2 separate regions of the Oryctolagus cuniculus genome follow, and region 1 is linked to region 2. A link is a contact called in public Micro-C data. All regions are on one chromosome and are shown on one strand. Each heading gives the region's core, a stretch centred on a gene start, on an enhancer-like site or on the middle of the called end of the contact. The rest is flanking DNA. Distances are from core to core; before and after follow the strand shown. Region 1 holds the start of CNPY2 (canopy FGF signaling regulator 2). Region 2 holds the start of ZC3H10 (zinc finger CCCH-type containing 10).

Evidence for each region. A called contact is a pair of places that touch in the nucleus more often than the background predicts.
Region 1: a contact with region 2 is called in a Micro-C map of ear pinna, with 3 times the contacts expected there. The contact joins the promoter of CNPY2 here to the promoter of ZC3H10 in region 2. A contact is called at or near these places in 2 of 6 Hi-C or Micro-C datasets (ear pinna and an unstated tissue).

The regions. Positions count from the first base shown.
Region 1 is chr11:59,132,359-59,135,742 of mOryCun1.1, forward strand. It overlaps CNPY2 (canopy FGF signaling regulator 2), which reads right to left and starts at 1,516. Exons shown (of 6, transcript XM_070052421.1): 1 at 1,314-1,516; 2 at 601-713; 3 at 380-495. The coding sequence starts at 688. It overlaps PAN2 (poly(A) specific ribonuclease subunit PAN2), which reads right to left. Exons shown (of 26, transcript XM_070052391.1): 25 at 3,113-3,310; 26 at 2,111-2,763. The coding sequence ends at 2,729. LOC138844366 (a long non-coding RNA gene) reads left to right here and starts at 609. Exons shown (of 2, transcript XR_011380104.1): 1 at 609-935; 2 at 1,514-2,206.
Region 2 is chr11:58,918,328-58,921,669 of mOryCun1.1, forward strand. ZC3H10 (zinc finger CCCH-type containing 10) reads left to right here and starts at 1,831. Exons shown (of 3, transcript XM_017341929.3): 1 at 1,831-1,951; 2 at 2,729-2,792. It overlaps LOC138844365 (a long non-coding RNA gene), which reads left to right. Exons shown (of 2, transcript XR_011380102.1): 2 at 183-235.

The sequences.
Region 1 (3,384 bases), core at 266-2,765, 210 kb after region 2:
CTCACTATGTACAGCTTTGTGTGTGTTACATTTTCAGCTGAAATCAATTTCCTAATTACAAGCATAAGACCTTTTATTCTTTTTGAATGAAAGTCTGTATGTATCCCAGTGCTAGGGAGGAAACAGGAGTTACACGAATTAAAGATGTATAAAGAAGAGGGCTGATCAGGGCTCCCAGTGACAAGTTCTGTACAGAAACAGAGTATTTAGGGGTTGGAGCCAGAAAGAAGGCACACAAGGGATAACCTCATGAGACAGAGCCCAATCTTCCAGGGACCTCTCTGAGTTAGTCTTCATTTCTGTAAAACCAAAGTCCGTCTTAATGAGCTGCGTTCTCATTCAAAGCCAGAGTGAACTCTCCGGGGGAACTAACAGTTACCTCCACCACCGACTGGCTGCCGTCTGGATTGATCCGGAAAGATCCCATCTGAATGGTCTTCTTGGGGTCCACCTGGGCAATCTCCCACTCGAGTTCATCCACCAGAGCCCTGCAAGCTGGGTAAGAGGGATTCGCATTCATTTCCCCCCAGGCCTTGGGTCTCGAGCCCTGCCCAGAGTCCACTCCCTCCCCCTTCTTATGTTCTGTGTGCTTTTCTTTACCTCCACAGTGTAGATCCTGGCTCCTCCGAGCCCAGGCAGTTCCCAGCAGGGCCCCAAGAAGCAGGGCCAGCCAACCCCAGCCTTTCATCTTTAACGTAATGGGGTTGCTCCACCTGAATTTGGGTGGGGGAAAAAAAAAAAAAACAAAACAGAGTAAGGAACCGACTCTACTTCCCCTGCACCCCCCACACTCCACCTCTCCATCCCAAGGCCTTCCAGAGCCTCCTGCCATTCTGACTGCTTTCCAGGAAATGGCTGGGACACAAAGAAGCTCCTCTGCGCCGGCGCTTGAGGGCTGACCCCTCCGGAGCGCAGGGCTTGGGGCTCAGGGGCAGGTGAGTCCCTAAGTGTTGGTACGTTACCATTAGCGGCCAAGGGTTCACAGGGCTATGTGGCAGCTACGGGACGGAGGCCGGTGACCGTGCGAGGGGCCTGCGGTCAGGCCAGGCGGCCGGCGAGCAGAGCGCTCAACAACCAGGGCCTGACAGGATCCTGCACAGAAGATGCCCGCATGCCCTCCGCCAGCCTCCAAGGGACTGCACGTGTGGACCAGCCCCCTTTCTGAGGGCTCCCCCATTGCTTTCGCTGCAGCCCGTCCCCAGCCCTTAGCGCCGCACGCGTCCCACCTCTGCTCCCAGGGCCGCCGCCGTGGCCCAGGCGCTGCAAAATCGCCGGACTCTCACTTTGGCCTCGGTGGCTCCCGAGCCTCGCACCTGGCTGAGGGGGGAGCGGGGCTGTCCGTGATCCTCCAGAGCGCGTCGGTGCTTTCTAGAAACGGGGTGCCCAGGCAGCCGCCTGACCCAGCTCCCTGCACCCTAACTGGGCGCCTAAGCGGGGCTCGGGTTGTGTGGCCGGGCGAGCCCCCACCACACAGCGACCCTAAACCCGCCCCTGCAAACTCTCGCGCGAACAGGCAACGTGGGAGCGGCACTGAAGTGGCGAGGACCCCGGTGGCTTGCAGAAGGACCCAGACTTGCGTGGCGAAGGGCTCCACGTGACTGGCCGCCGGCGGGTAGCAGAACAGGAGCGGCGCCAGGCGCGGACGGAGCCCGGCGTGTTACACGGGAGCAGTGAGGCGCGAGCGATGCATCGCTCTAGGTGGGCTAGGGCCTTCAGAACCCCGGGCTGCGGCTAGCCAGCCAGACGACCTCGCCTCGAAACTACATCTCCCAGAACGCACTGCAGCACCAGCTGACCCTTTCGGCAGCTGCTGGCGTCAGCAGATGCCCTGGGACTTGTAGTTTTGCGGCTTACGCAAACCATACCACGTGTCTTCACAGCAGTCTGACCCTAGGGTACTGGGCATCTACAGCAAACACCTAGTGTTGTCCAGGAAGGGAGTAATTTCACTTCTCCCGTATCCATAACTTTGGACCCCGAAGCTTTACCTTCATTCCCGGATGTGGATTTGAGCACAACTTTAGTTTTCTGAGTGTTAATAAGAAACCAAAAAATAATAATAGAGCTTCACAGAACCCCTACAAAAGCAGTTCTATAATGAGACAGGTGATTAGACAATATTTTCGTTTTTATTTTATAAAACATGCGGCTTAAAATAAATTTTTAAAAAATAACAAAACTTGAGACGGGAAAGAAGATGGAAGACAGATGCTTCTCAGCTGTCAGCAGGAATGGAGCCAGCAGCCAAGCTTTGTCCAGGAAACAAAGTCCCTTTTGGCAATGGTATTGGCAACTGTGGTTTTCTTGATTCCCCAAGCTGCAACATGATGATCCCTCCAGGCATCCCCTGAGCAATTGAAGACTTGAGCTAAATCTTGAGCTACTAAGTATATCCTCTTGTCACTGTCCAGTACTTCAGTCCCCAGCCAGCTAGGAGCTGAGAGTGTTGGTCCCAGAACCTTCTCCGCCTAGATACTAATCACCCCGGGTATTTATTAAGAATGCCAATTACTTTCCGTCTGGGTCTAGACTTTGTATCTGGCCTGCTGTTTTGCAAAGGATGAAGAAGGAATCCGGCTCCTAGAACCTTTGCATCGATTTTTCTGAGTTCCAGTTCTATTAATAGCACCATCTGTGGAGACTGAGCAGGTCCCGTTCTGGAAGTGGACCCACTTGGGAAGCCATCTCCCAGTTCTGGGGCTACAGAGCACTGAAGGGAGAGGGCAGGTCAGAGTGCCAGCACTGAGGAGAAGACCGCTGCGTCTGTCAGAGACAAAACCGAGAGCACGACTGTTAGGCGAGTGCAGAGAACACCTGGACGCCTCTCGTGAAGAAAATGGACGAGAAAACGGGCGTGGACCTTCCCCAAACATTTCAGAATTCAGCAAGAGGAGATTATAGGACTGATGCAGGGTTTCAATAATAAAAACAATTTCCCTGCCTGTTAGGAGGATTAAGTGCAATTGTAATTGCTAATCACTTTACAAAAAATAGGGTAAGATTGGTCTTGTTATCATCACTCATCAACATCGTTGTGGTGGTGGGTATAACCTCCATGTATGCAATCAAAACCTGTCCGAGCCAGTCTCCCTGTTCCCATTCCAGGCCTTACTCTTGGGACTTGTCTGGCCCTCTGGCTCAGGCACCTTCCAGTCCATCTTCCGGCCCTTCTCATAAAGGCCCTTGAGCACCTTGTGGAAGGATTCAGGCTCAGTGCCGTTCTTGCTTAGCTCCAGATACTTTCGATAGAGCTGAAGAGCTGTGCGGGCATCCTCAATACTGTCATGGGTCTCCCCTTGAATCTTCAGGTCTAGGGCGAGTAAAGGCAGAAGAGTTGGGGACCAGGCAAAGGGAGGTAGCGACATATCCCCCCGACTCCCACCC
Region 2 (3,342 bases), core at 581-3,080:
TTCTGAGGGAAAGGGACGGGGATCTTTTTTGTAGTACGATAGCCTCTCCGATTACCCTCTTCCTATCCCTTCCACGCGGTAGAGTCTTACGGCCTTCGGACGTTCCAAGACCGAATCTCCTTGCGGTAGTTTAACTTAAATAAGGCAAGGCGGCAAGAGAAATTAGGAGTTTATTTCTACAGTCCGTACCTATCCGGAATAAAATGGAGGACTTCGTCAACAAACTTCAACTCCCAAGAAGCGATGCGAGGGAAAGCGGAAGTTGCTGCCCGTTTCCCATCTGCACCGCTCGGAGCTCCGTTGGAAACAGGTGCTCGTGCAGAAACGACGAGGTCTCTGTAGTCAGGCGAGAGCAGGGTGGGTTGGGAACGCGAAATCAAAACACTGCTTCCCAGGAAATTCAGGCCCGCCACTTCACTGGCGTCTGAGGCCGAAAGCCATTGTTACGCTCCCTAAGCAGCCCCGCCCCGGGAGGGCGGGACGACGGAAGTGACGACACGCAGCGCCCCGTTAAATAGCCGCGGGCGGAACTCGCTCGCTCTCTCGGCTTTAGCGCCATCTTCTTGGGTGAGTGTCAACGCTGGTTGTGTTCGGGCCGCACGAACAATCCGTTGACATCTGACCTGTGCACTTGCCATCATCACAGCGGACTAACTGCAGTCTTTTTCTCTTTCCCCGTAGAGACCTCCGCGCCATGAGAGCCAAGGTGAGCGGCCCCTAGAATTGAGCTCGGGAGGTAGGAGTTGGCGAGTGGGGGCCGACCCGGAGAAGGAAGCCGTCCCAAGGGTTCCCGAGACCTGGCGGGCGAGGATGGCTAGTCTGCGGGAGGAGCAGGGAGGGAACAGCGAAGTCGTTTGGGGGAGAGCGGTCGGAGGCTGTATTACCCAGTGTCTGCGACCGAGTCCCCGAGCTAGACTCTCCGCGGCTGAATAGCGCACTTCTCTGCCTGGACCTGTTACTAAGACGAACCCTTTTTTCCATTCCCTGCCTGTGATCGGCCGGTAGTGGAGGAAGAAGCGAATGCGCAGGTACGTCGGGACTTCGCCAGCCCAGGGGGAGGGAAGTGGGGCGCGACCCGGGCGAGACGGGAACAGCTCGGCTTGGGAATCGGAAAGGCTTTAGGAGGGGGGACGTGAAGGGCCGTGATGGGGGCTGATTGCGCCGCGGCGTGTGCCGCTTTGAGTTCGACTTCAGGGGGGAGGGAAACGTGAGGTCTGCGGTGTGTGTGCAGGTGGCGCAGTCTCGCTTCTTGCTTTTCAGGCTGAAGCGCAAAAGAAGAAAGATGAGACAGAGGTCCAAGTAGACGCTGGCTGTGTGCGCGTGAGGCCGGGGGCAGGAGGAGGAATGCCCGTCCCGGGACGCCGGTGCAGCTGTTGGACTGCGAGCCGCTGCGTCCGGATCGCTGCGAACACCTGGGAGACCGCTCCGCTGACACCGAAACGGCCCCGGAGGCCGCCCTGGGCCGGGCATTCTGGACTAATCCTGTTCTGTTGTGGCCGAGTGTAACGCGCGTACAATAAAAAGCCTCTGCTGTCCTAGCCGAAGAACCAAACTTGTGTGTCCGTGGTTTCTCCGCTGGGTGGGGGTCGGCGTGGAGGATGTCTGCGGGGCGGGGCGGTGGACGTCCCCGCAGCTGTGGGAAAGCGCGCCCGGGGACTGGGGTCGAGTTCACGGCCGAGTGCTCGTCGCGCCCCGGCCTCTGCCGAGGTCCCCGTCGCGCGGCCCGAGTGCCGCGACGCTGTGTGGTCGGTTGCCATGGTGACGCGCGGAGCTTGCCGGGAACTTCCTGCGGCTCGTCGCTCGGCCCTCGCACACCATAGAGTGTGGTTCCGGGTCTGACGGCTAGAGCGCCACTTCTTCCGCAGGAAGCGGAAGAGCCGTAGGGTGGGCGGCTCTTTGTCGAAGCTAGAGGACCGGCAGGCGGCAGCAGCAACTACGGCGGCGGCGGCAGGTGAGGGAGGCGGGAGGCTGAGGTAGAGGCCGCGCCCGGAGGGGAGGAGTCGAGGTCGGCCTAGTGGCCGCGCTCGGCCGGGCCACACGCACACGCGGCCCCCCAGGACCGAGCTGGCTGTGTTTCACGGAAGCCCAGGGCAGAGCCCCTTTTCTGACGGACCCCGCTTTCGCGAGCAAACGCCAGCTCCGTGACGTCACAGCCCTGCCCATCCCCGCATCTTGATGTCACCTAGGAACACTCGTTGCCCCCCGCCCCGGCCCCGGCCGCACTTTGCGCTCTCTCAGTGCCCTGTTGGTCCGGGCCGCCGCCGCCGCCGCGTCCTGGCAGCGCTGCACGGAGCCCGCCGGGCTGGAGGACTTGCTGCCGGGAAACTCCTAGGACTTTTCCCTCCAACTCTGGGGTGCTGGAAAGCGTCCGAGTCACCGCCCTCCAGTCGGCTCGGCCGTCCCGCCGCACTGTCAGTTGCTGCCCTCCCACGACTCCATGTTCCGCCTCCAGAACTCCAGTCCCGGGCCGGGTCCTACCCCCGCATCCTCCTTCGTCTCGAGGCGGGGCGCCCCTCCCTCTTTGTTCGCTGGGGGCCGGAACCCCAGTGCAGCCTCCCCGAATGCGTTCTGCCGCCTCGCTCTTGCTGCTGGAGCAGTTCGGTGTGAACCCGAGGAAATGCGGAGGCTCCCCGGGCTCTTGGCGTTCTTGCCCCCGTCACTCCGTAGCCCTGCGCGCGTTCCCTTTCTTGCACCCAAGCCTGTTTCTGTTGTGTTCTCTCCTGTTCAGAACCCAGCAGTGATGTGGAGGTGGAGACCCACAGGAGCCCCGGAGTTCACCTGAGTTACCTCAGGTACCAGTGCGGGGAGAGGGGTGGGGAGGCGTGTCCTAGGGAAGGAGCCGCTTCCGGTGGGCCTTGCGGCGCGGCTCGGGCTTGGAGAAGTGGCATTGGTTCTTCGCCTAATCATTTCCCTTGGGGGACGCAGTTTGTATCTTTTATCTCTTCTCTGAATGTGTCTGTTGTTCTGGGGCGGCCTCCTTTTGGAAGAAAAGGAGCCCACTTCCTTTGGAGCTTCTTGTGTGACTCTGGCCGCAGGTCTGGTCACCTGCTTTTGGGAGATCTGAAGGCAAAGCCAAGGGATCCGGTGAGGTATGATACAGGTCAAGGCCCGAGGGATCGGGAAGGAGTCCCTTATGCTCGCGGGGCAACAGTATGAGTTCTCCTGTTTGAACAGCAGGGGGAGCCCGAACACTGCCGAGAAGAGGTTCAGGAGGTTAGACACGTGGTCGCAGGGACTTCCAGTCTTCCTGGGGGTGGAGAGAAGGGAGGGCTAGAACTAGGGCAGTGGACTGACATTCCAGAGCTCTCTTGGGAAATAGGAGACTTAAAAAGCTTTTATGGA